Linked DNA regions of Pan troglodytes: region 2 is linked to region 1. Evidence: chromatin contacts called from public Hi-C data. All regions are on one chromosome and are shown on one strand. Each heading gives the region's core, a stretch centred on a gene start, on an enhancer-like site or on the middle of the called end of the contact. The rest is flanking DNA. Distances are from core to core; before and after follow the strand shown. Region 1 has its middle 130 kb from the start of TMEM161B. Region 2 has its middle 370 kb from the start of CCNH.

What was found. A called contact is a pair of places that touch in the nucleus more often than the background predicts.
Region 2: a contact with region 1 is called in a Hi-C map of stem cell-derived neural progenitor cells, with 11 times the contacts expected there. The contact joins two enhancer-like sites. A contact is called at or near these places in 3 of 7 Hi-C or Micro-C datasets (induced pluripotent stem cells and stem cell-derived neural progenitor cells), 1 of 1 datasets of contacts at active chromatin or transcription factors (stem cell-derived excitatory neurons) and 1 of 1 other capture datasets (stem cell-derived neural stem cells).

Annotation. Positions count from the first base shown.
Region 1 is chr4:28,008,255-28,012,137 of NHGRI_mPanTro3-v2.0_pri, reverse strand. No RefSeq gene overlaps it. Among named protein-coding and RNA genes, the nearest start is that of TMEM161B, 130 kb to the right of the region's middle. Within about 2 kb of position 2,322, at least 16 of the 24 cell types and tissues checked have an H3K27ac peak or open chromatin away from gene starts, as enhancers often do. A contact at or near this core is called in stem cell-derived neural progenitor cells, where this site is marked.
Region 2 is chr4:28,369,341-28,373,073 of NHGRI_mPanTro3-v2.0_pri, reverse strand. No RefSeq gene overlaps it. Among named protein-coding and RNA genes, the nearest start is that of CCNH, 370 kb to the left of the region's middle. Within about 2 kb of position 1,988, at least 6 of the 24 cell types and tissues checked have an H3K27ac peak or open chromatin away from gene starts, as enhancers often do. A contact at or near this core is called in stem cell-derived neural progenitor cells, where this site is marked.

The DNA of each region.
Region 1 (3,883 bases), core at 1,073-3,572:
GATTGACTGCAAAGGGCAGCACAAAGAAGTTTTGGGGGATGATGAAATTCTGTTTCTTGCTTGTGGTCGTGATTACATTACACATTGGTAAAACTCAAATAATTTATATCCCTGAAAAAGTGAATTGTACTGTATTTAAACTAAATATCAAAAGTTCAAAAGCTTCACATAGTTTATATTTCTCATTCTCATGTATTCAAGAAGAAGAATTGTCTTTCAAATATTCCTACTAAACTCCTGCTTATCGCTTTCAAGAACTTAGCTTCAAAGTTAGCTCTTCTGTAAAGCCTTCCCATACCTCTCTATGTTCTGGCTTCTTTCTAAGATTTTTTTAAGGAAATAAACATTACTCATATAGCCAATATCCATGTGGATAAAGGCTCCTTCTCTTCCAGAGGTCTCCCCCATGCTGGAGTTCGCGCGCATTCTTCCCCAACATGCTTTTATACTTTTATTACATAGTTACGTACCAACAAATTGTTATGGGAAGGATAATTTTACGTTAATAGATATTAATATTGCATCAATATCACATTTTTTTTGAGACGGAGTCTTGCTCTGTTGCCCCGGCTAGAATGCAGCGATCTCGGCTAACTGCAACCTCCGCCTCCAGGGTTCAAGCAATTCTCCTGCCTCAGCCTCCCGAGTAACTGGGATTATAGGCGCCTGCCACCGCCCCTGGCTAACTTTTGTACTTTTAGTAGAGACGGGTTTCACCATCTTGGCCAGGCTGGTCTCGAATTCCTGACCTCATAATCCACCCTCCTCGGCCTCCCAAAGTGCTGGGATTACAGGCGTGAGTCACCGCGCCCGGCCAATATCACATGTATTCTTTTGCAATTTGCTTTTTTTCATCCAACATTGCTTTTAAGATAGTCAATTCATAAAGAGTATTTCACTGTAGGGATATGCCAATACATTAATTCACTGCACTTTTGACAGATATTTAAGCTGTTTCCATGCTCCATGTTACACTGTGCCATATTTATCTGTTATTATATCTCTTCTTCTTGCAAGACAATGAGCAATTCCAGAACAGAAAGCATCCAGAATTCCTATCCCTTTCCCTAATTTCCGGTACACCTGCAAATCACTGCCTGCGTAATGTGTTTCGCATGGAAAAAGATGCTGTGTACCTGGCACACAATAAGCACCACTCCATAAAAATGTGTTGAAAGAATAAAAGCTGACAAAATGTTATTTTAAATCTTGCGGTCTCTACTCACTTCTCTGCGGTGTAAGATTTAAGGGGGAACTGACTCAATTCTCACTAAAAAGTCCCTTAGTATTCCAGTGTGGACGTAGAGAGATCTATGAAACAAGGTCACTTCACAATTCTCTTGCTTTCGCGTTAGAGGATCTCAAAGCACTACACAAACCGCGATTTTCTCCAGTGATTTTTCCTCTCAATGTGCCTCAAGGTCAGTTCAGAGCAGTATTCAAAGCTTGAATACTCTTCACCAGCAGCTGTAAAGGGCCGGAAAACCAGAGTCTGGATGTAAATAACAGTAACAAACTATTCCCGGATCTTGTTTTTTTTTTCTTTTCATGGGTCCCCATTTGCGCTCTTAGTCGGCTTACCCGTCCTGTTCCAGGAGCCGACAGGGAACAGCCCACCTGGAGCAGGTCTTGGGCCACCACTCGCCCCGCCCCCCGTCTCCAGTCCTCACTCGCTCTCCCCGCTCCTATTAAGCAGCTAACGCTGGGTGATCTCCTCTCCAGTTCTTCGTGGTTTCATTGTAGCCTTGATATACAAGACAAATGCACACTTTACTCTGGGCTTAAAAAACCATCTATCATCATCCTTTGGGCATGACAAATACATTGTGTGTTTCAGAGAAATTAATCTGGTATTTAGGGGGAGAAAGGCATTTCCAACCAGTCTCCGTGCAGAACCTTCCCGCAAACCCTGTAGCGGCATTTTTCGACACTTTTCTCCTCCTTTCGGCAAGTCTCAAACTTGACCTTCGAGAGGATTTTAAGGGTAGAGCCTTCCTCCCTTTCCCTCGTCTGCTCCAAGAGCGCACGTAGGCCTTCTTCTGGGAAACAGCTGCTCAGGACCAGAGCTCGGAGAACTGCACTTCCAGGAGCGCGGGCGCGGCCGGGGAAAAGGGAGGAGGCGGCAGGAGGGGGCAGGAGGTGGAGGGAGGAGGAGGATCGGTCTGAATATGCATGAGGCACCCAGCACTGCCCTCTTCCCCGGCAGCTGCTCGGGCGGGGGCGAAGGAGGGAAGGGGAGGGGAGGGAAGGAAATGAGGCTGGGGCGGGGTGGCCAGAGCAGCCGCAGAGGCTGACGCGGGTTTGGAGAACGGAAGAGATGATTTGCATGGCGCCTGGTGATTGGCTGATGGCCGGGGGCTGGGTCTGAGAGGCGGCCCCTGAATGGTTTAACGGAGGAAATTACAAGATTCATTCGGCTAAAGAAAGCCGGGGCGGGCCTGGTCGGCGCAATATGCAGCCTGTCCGCAAGGGGGCGCGATGGCCTATCTTTGTTCTGGTTAAAGGCTCCTTTTCCCTCCTCCCCCGCCCCCGCCCCCGCCCCCACCCCCCACACACAGACACACACGCAGAAAGTGCAGAGAAACCCTGTGATCCAGTCAACTGGCTCTGCCCCGTCTATTAAGAAAGATGAACACTCCTTTCTCTTCCATCTCCTTCATGGGAGACCACTTTTCATTTCAGATTATCACATCAATAAATATTCTTCGAGGAATAAAAAAGGCACTTTGCCAAAAGATAAGAGAATATATAAGAAATATCTGGATTGTGGAGAAAGACAATACATGAAGGCAGGAGAATAGGCACATATATGTAAATATGCACATAATCACCTCCGAGAACGCAAAGCACGGGAGGTAGAGACAAACAGAACACCTGGAGAGAACACATATCGCTCACAAGGTTCTCACAGGCTGTGCACGCTCTTCCACACACCGAGGCACACACCCACTGACCGGCACGCAGTCTCCCCCTCCACACACACACACACACACACACACAGAGAGAGAGAGAGAGAGAGAGACGGACCTCAGAAAAGGCATCCAAATGAATTCACACTCAGTGGAAAGACTGCCGAGAAAATACTAGAGAAGAATTAAAATGGTTCATCCCCTCCCCCTCCAAAAAAAAAATACTCAAGCGAAATGACTCTATTTGCATAATACTAATATACGCAGGACGCAGACACGGGCAAGAAAAAAAAAGGCTCCATTTGATGCACACCAGAGAATGGGTGTATACACACACACACACAAACACGCACACACACGCACGCGCGCCTGCGGGCGGGACACACCCACAGCCTATGTCCTCCGCCCACGGGCACGGGCAGAGCACCGATGCATCAATAGCGCTCAGTACAGTTGTCCAGAAAACACCAATGCGAGAAAAACGAAAGAAACCCACCCTATTCAGCCAAGGAAGCACCACTGGGGAACCTAGGTTTTCTAAACACACACGCATACACAACAGGCACACACACACACCCTTGTTAAACAAGAGAGTTGAGTTCAAAGATATAATAGATGCACAATGGATAACTGAGTGCTGGAGAATGTCATCCGCTTAAACAATACTTTGAAATTGTTTCAGCCTGAAGACAGCTTTCTGGGTTGCTCCCTGAAAAATCATACCTAAGAAAAATAAAATCTTCTCATTGATCCTGCTTTCCTTTTACTTTCTTTTTTCTTCTTTTCTTTTTATTTTTCAATGACCGAATAGAGGGAGAATTCCCTTTCCTCCAAAGGAGGGTAGCCCTGTTTTTGTTTTTCGAGTCCATGAGCTTACTGTTCATTTCCTAGTGAAGAAGGTGCCAGGGAGCGGTCCTCGGCAGCCTCCCAGCCAGACAGCGCCACAAAAAGGCATTATTACACATCCCAAATAA
Region 2 (3,733 bases), core at 739-3,238, 360 kb before region 1:
AAAATTGGTAGAAACACTGCTGGATTTCAATTAAAATTGGACCAATATTACTTAGAATTTTATAAATAGCTTCTTTTTACATTTGAAAATAAAATCAAATTACATATATAATAATTATTAGAAAATGTAATAAAAGTACAATTTTAAAATCACCAGATAATGTCTTCAGATAAGAAAATTATAGTTAAAATATCAGTTTTTAAAAATCACCAACCAGTTGATCTACTAGAATATATATAGATATCATCTGTAAACATTTATTGTTTAAGATTTCATATTGTCATTCCAAGAAAAAATTGGAAAAAAAAATGAGCATTTTGTGTAACATGAATTTTTCCCTATGGTTGTTTGAAAGGCGAAAACCCCGACTTGACCTCTCTTTAAGAAAATGTATACTAAAATTAGTACAAAGTAGAAAAATCAAAGAACATTCTTCCTGATTCAGCATTTTTTTAAAAAGCATCCTTACTTTAAAATATTTGCTCATAGTCTAAATTAAATGATGAAATATAAATGTTCAAAAAGAACACAGCAAAGGCAAATAACATCATACTTATCAGAGAAATGTTAAATTCAGATTTTATGAATTTTTGTTTGTTCATAATTGAATCCTTGAAAGTGAATTTTTAATATAAACAAAAAAACAAAATTATTTTCCACTTGTATATTACTTATAATGTTTGAAAGGTTAAATGTGCACACCTCTTCAACAAGTACTAAATTAATTTACTAAATCCCTTCAAGTAAGGATGTTTGATTTAAAATATTTATCGGTCTTTGAACACCACATGTGTAGAGAAAGTCGCAACTTGTATTTCTTATTGATTCCCAAACGCAATAAAATACATGGGGTCTTCAAAATTCCTATTTAGTTTCCCACCAACAGCCCCTTTTATTGGTGATTTAGAAACTTTAATCCTGGTTCATGACTAATACTATGCAGATGTTTGTTATACAAATATAGCAATTAGCTTCTTTGTATCATTAAAAGGTATCTCAATGAAAACACTGTAAATTTAATTTTTCACATTATCCAAAAAGGAAACTATATTTTCAGAGTATAAGAGTTTCCATCTGTAGATATAATAAATGTAATATTAAAATGTGTGACTCAATGGTATCAAAAGGGAGAATGCCTAGGCCTATGAAATAACTCTCAAATAGGAAAAGAATGAAACGTCATTTTGGTTAAGTAGACTTTACACTAGTTGAAGATTGATTCATTAAGCAAAGTTCGAGCACACTTTCTATTCATATAAATAGTGTGTATAATGCCATTTTGCAAAGATGACAGTGGAAACTTGTATTTCTGAGAGTGGCTAAAATAGCTTGTAAACAGTATCTTTGCAATTTGACATTCCAAGTGCTGCTTGCAGGGCAGCACATCTGAGGGTTGGTAGGGGAAGAGTATCTGAGGATAGCACTATTTTGGGTGTTTCCAAGAAGCAGAAAGTTGGTTCTTTGATTTTATTACCTATTATTGTCTCAAATTAGAATGCCAAAGGGGGCATCTTATTAAAATAAAAGCCTGATGAATACAAGCAAAAAAAAAAAAAAAAAAAAGAAAGAAAGCTTCAAGCCGTTGAGAAATTTGAAATCAAAACAGAAATTTTAAAGAAAAGTATGATGTGAAAATAAAGGAAAGTAGAGAAGAAGAAAGGAAAGAGATGTAGCAGATAATTAGACAAAAGTGAAAGGAAGGGCCCTAGTTCTGAAACCACTTCCGCTTAAACCAAAATGGCACCAAAAATTTTAAGCCAGGGTATTTAAACTGCTGGAATATTTCATCCTGAAAAATTATATTTTTCAAGCAAAATAACTACTTTGTGTCCAAATTCTCTGAATAATTATGGCAATTTCTCTCTTCTATTTGCACTTCCATTTGCATTATAGGCACTACTTAAATACAAACAGGAGTGGCTCACTGAGATCACAGAAGAGAGACTTCTCACAAAGCCGCTAGATGGCGTGAGAGCACTGCATTGGACCTGCTCTGCCACACGGCCGCGTGTAACATTGAGGCGTTTATTCTCTTCACGCTGAGAGCTCAGTGTTTAGTCAAGTAAGATGCGTTTTCTTTCAGAGAGATCTTTCTGTGTTGCATGACACTTTTTAGGACACAAAGGGGGTATTCCGCCCTCCCCATACACACACTAAGAAAATGTCGAATTAAATTTGGAATAGTAAAAATCATTTCAGTATTTACTGGGGCTTCCTGAGAACTTTACCTTTCAGCTCTTTAGGGGATAGTCTGCTATTTGTTATGCAGCCTTCCTTAATAGGTAGTTAGAGGGAAAAAGTCCCTTCAGCATTATGCCTGTGCTCAAACAACTGCAGACAAAGTTTGCATATTCTCAGTCATCCCCTCTCTTTTTCCTAATTTTTTTTTTTCATCAAAAATTCTCTTTGTTTTTCTTCATCTGATATTGTGGGGTCCCTCATTAAGGACTGTAATATGAAAAGCTGGATTTAAAACTGCTGTCAAAAAGGAGGTTGTCCTCTTTTAATATTCTTTACCAGCAAAGCAAAAGGAAATGTCTTTGTTCTTGCTTTATAAATGCAATGTTTTTTGCTTTATTTAATGTTTCTGCCAGATCACTAGGCACCTTCTAATCTACCCTCCCAACTTTGAGATATACTTTTATATTTGGTCTTTGCAGATTCCCAATACATGCATGAGGCGTCTCTCTGTGCCTCCACAACAGGACTAATTACCATATTCCTCCAGATATTATCACTATCTCCCTTCACAAAGTGTCCAATGTAAAAGCTGTTTTGATCTTTCGGATAAGTGCCTTAATTTAAAATAATAGCAAAAAGGTAAAATTAGGCCTCTATGCTCAGCAGTGCATGAATGACAAATCTGTTGTCGTTTGGGGTATATTTTTAAAGATTCCTTTTAAAACCTCTTATAGCAAATTTACATATGATCAAAAATGATATTACACATTGGCGAACTGAAGTGCATAATTTACTTCATATGCTACTGATATAGTTATGTTTATACGTATAATGGGTTTTACAGTTTTGGTATAATATCATACCAGTTCAAAAACTGAAAGATTTTTAAAAGCATTTTTTTTTCAGTTTTTATCCACCTCTGAAAAGTTATTTTTTTCCTGTATAGTGTCTCAGAGCAAGATGTATCATTTTTAATGTACACTTTTAGCCCTAATATCCATGAATTTATGAAAACCGGAGATTTTATGAGGGCATTCAACTAAAATATTTGGCAAAATAAGAATTCAATAATGTAGTTATACCTCTTTAAAATGCAAACATTGGAGAACAAATGGGCAACTTGGCAAAACTTGCTTCATAGTGTTACATTTTTGTTTTTACCCTGTGTAGTTCTGGTTTATAAGAACATGTTAATTTGTCATATTAATAGGTGAAATGAGTCATTTGGATTATGTTTGAATTGGTTCTAATCTTTGATATCATGAAAATCTTCACTTTGGATATAAGCTCCCTAAATCCATGACTATTATTATACAATGTGTTGCTATAAAGCAGACAGATAGATAAAGATATCTTGAAATAGGAGCTCCATGTGTGCACAGGTGATTTTTTTTCCTCTTAGACATTCTATGTAATTCATAGTAACAGGTTAGTCAATTGATCATAAGGAATGTAAAACAAGACAAATACTTTAATCATTTTGAAGTCAATTATTCTATATACAGATCTAAAACAATTGCTAGAAATATAATTTTAGCTGGTTGTGAACGGC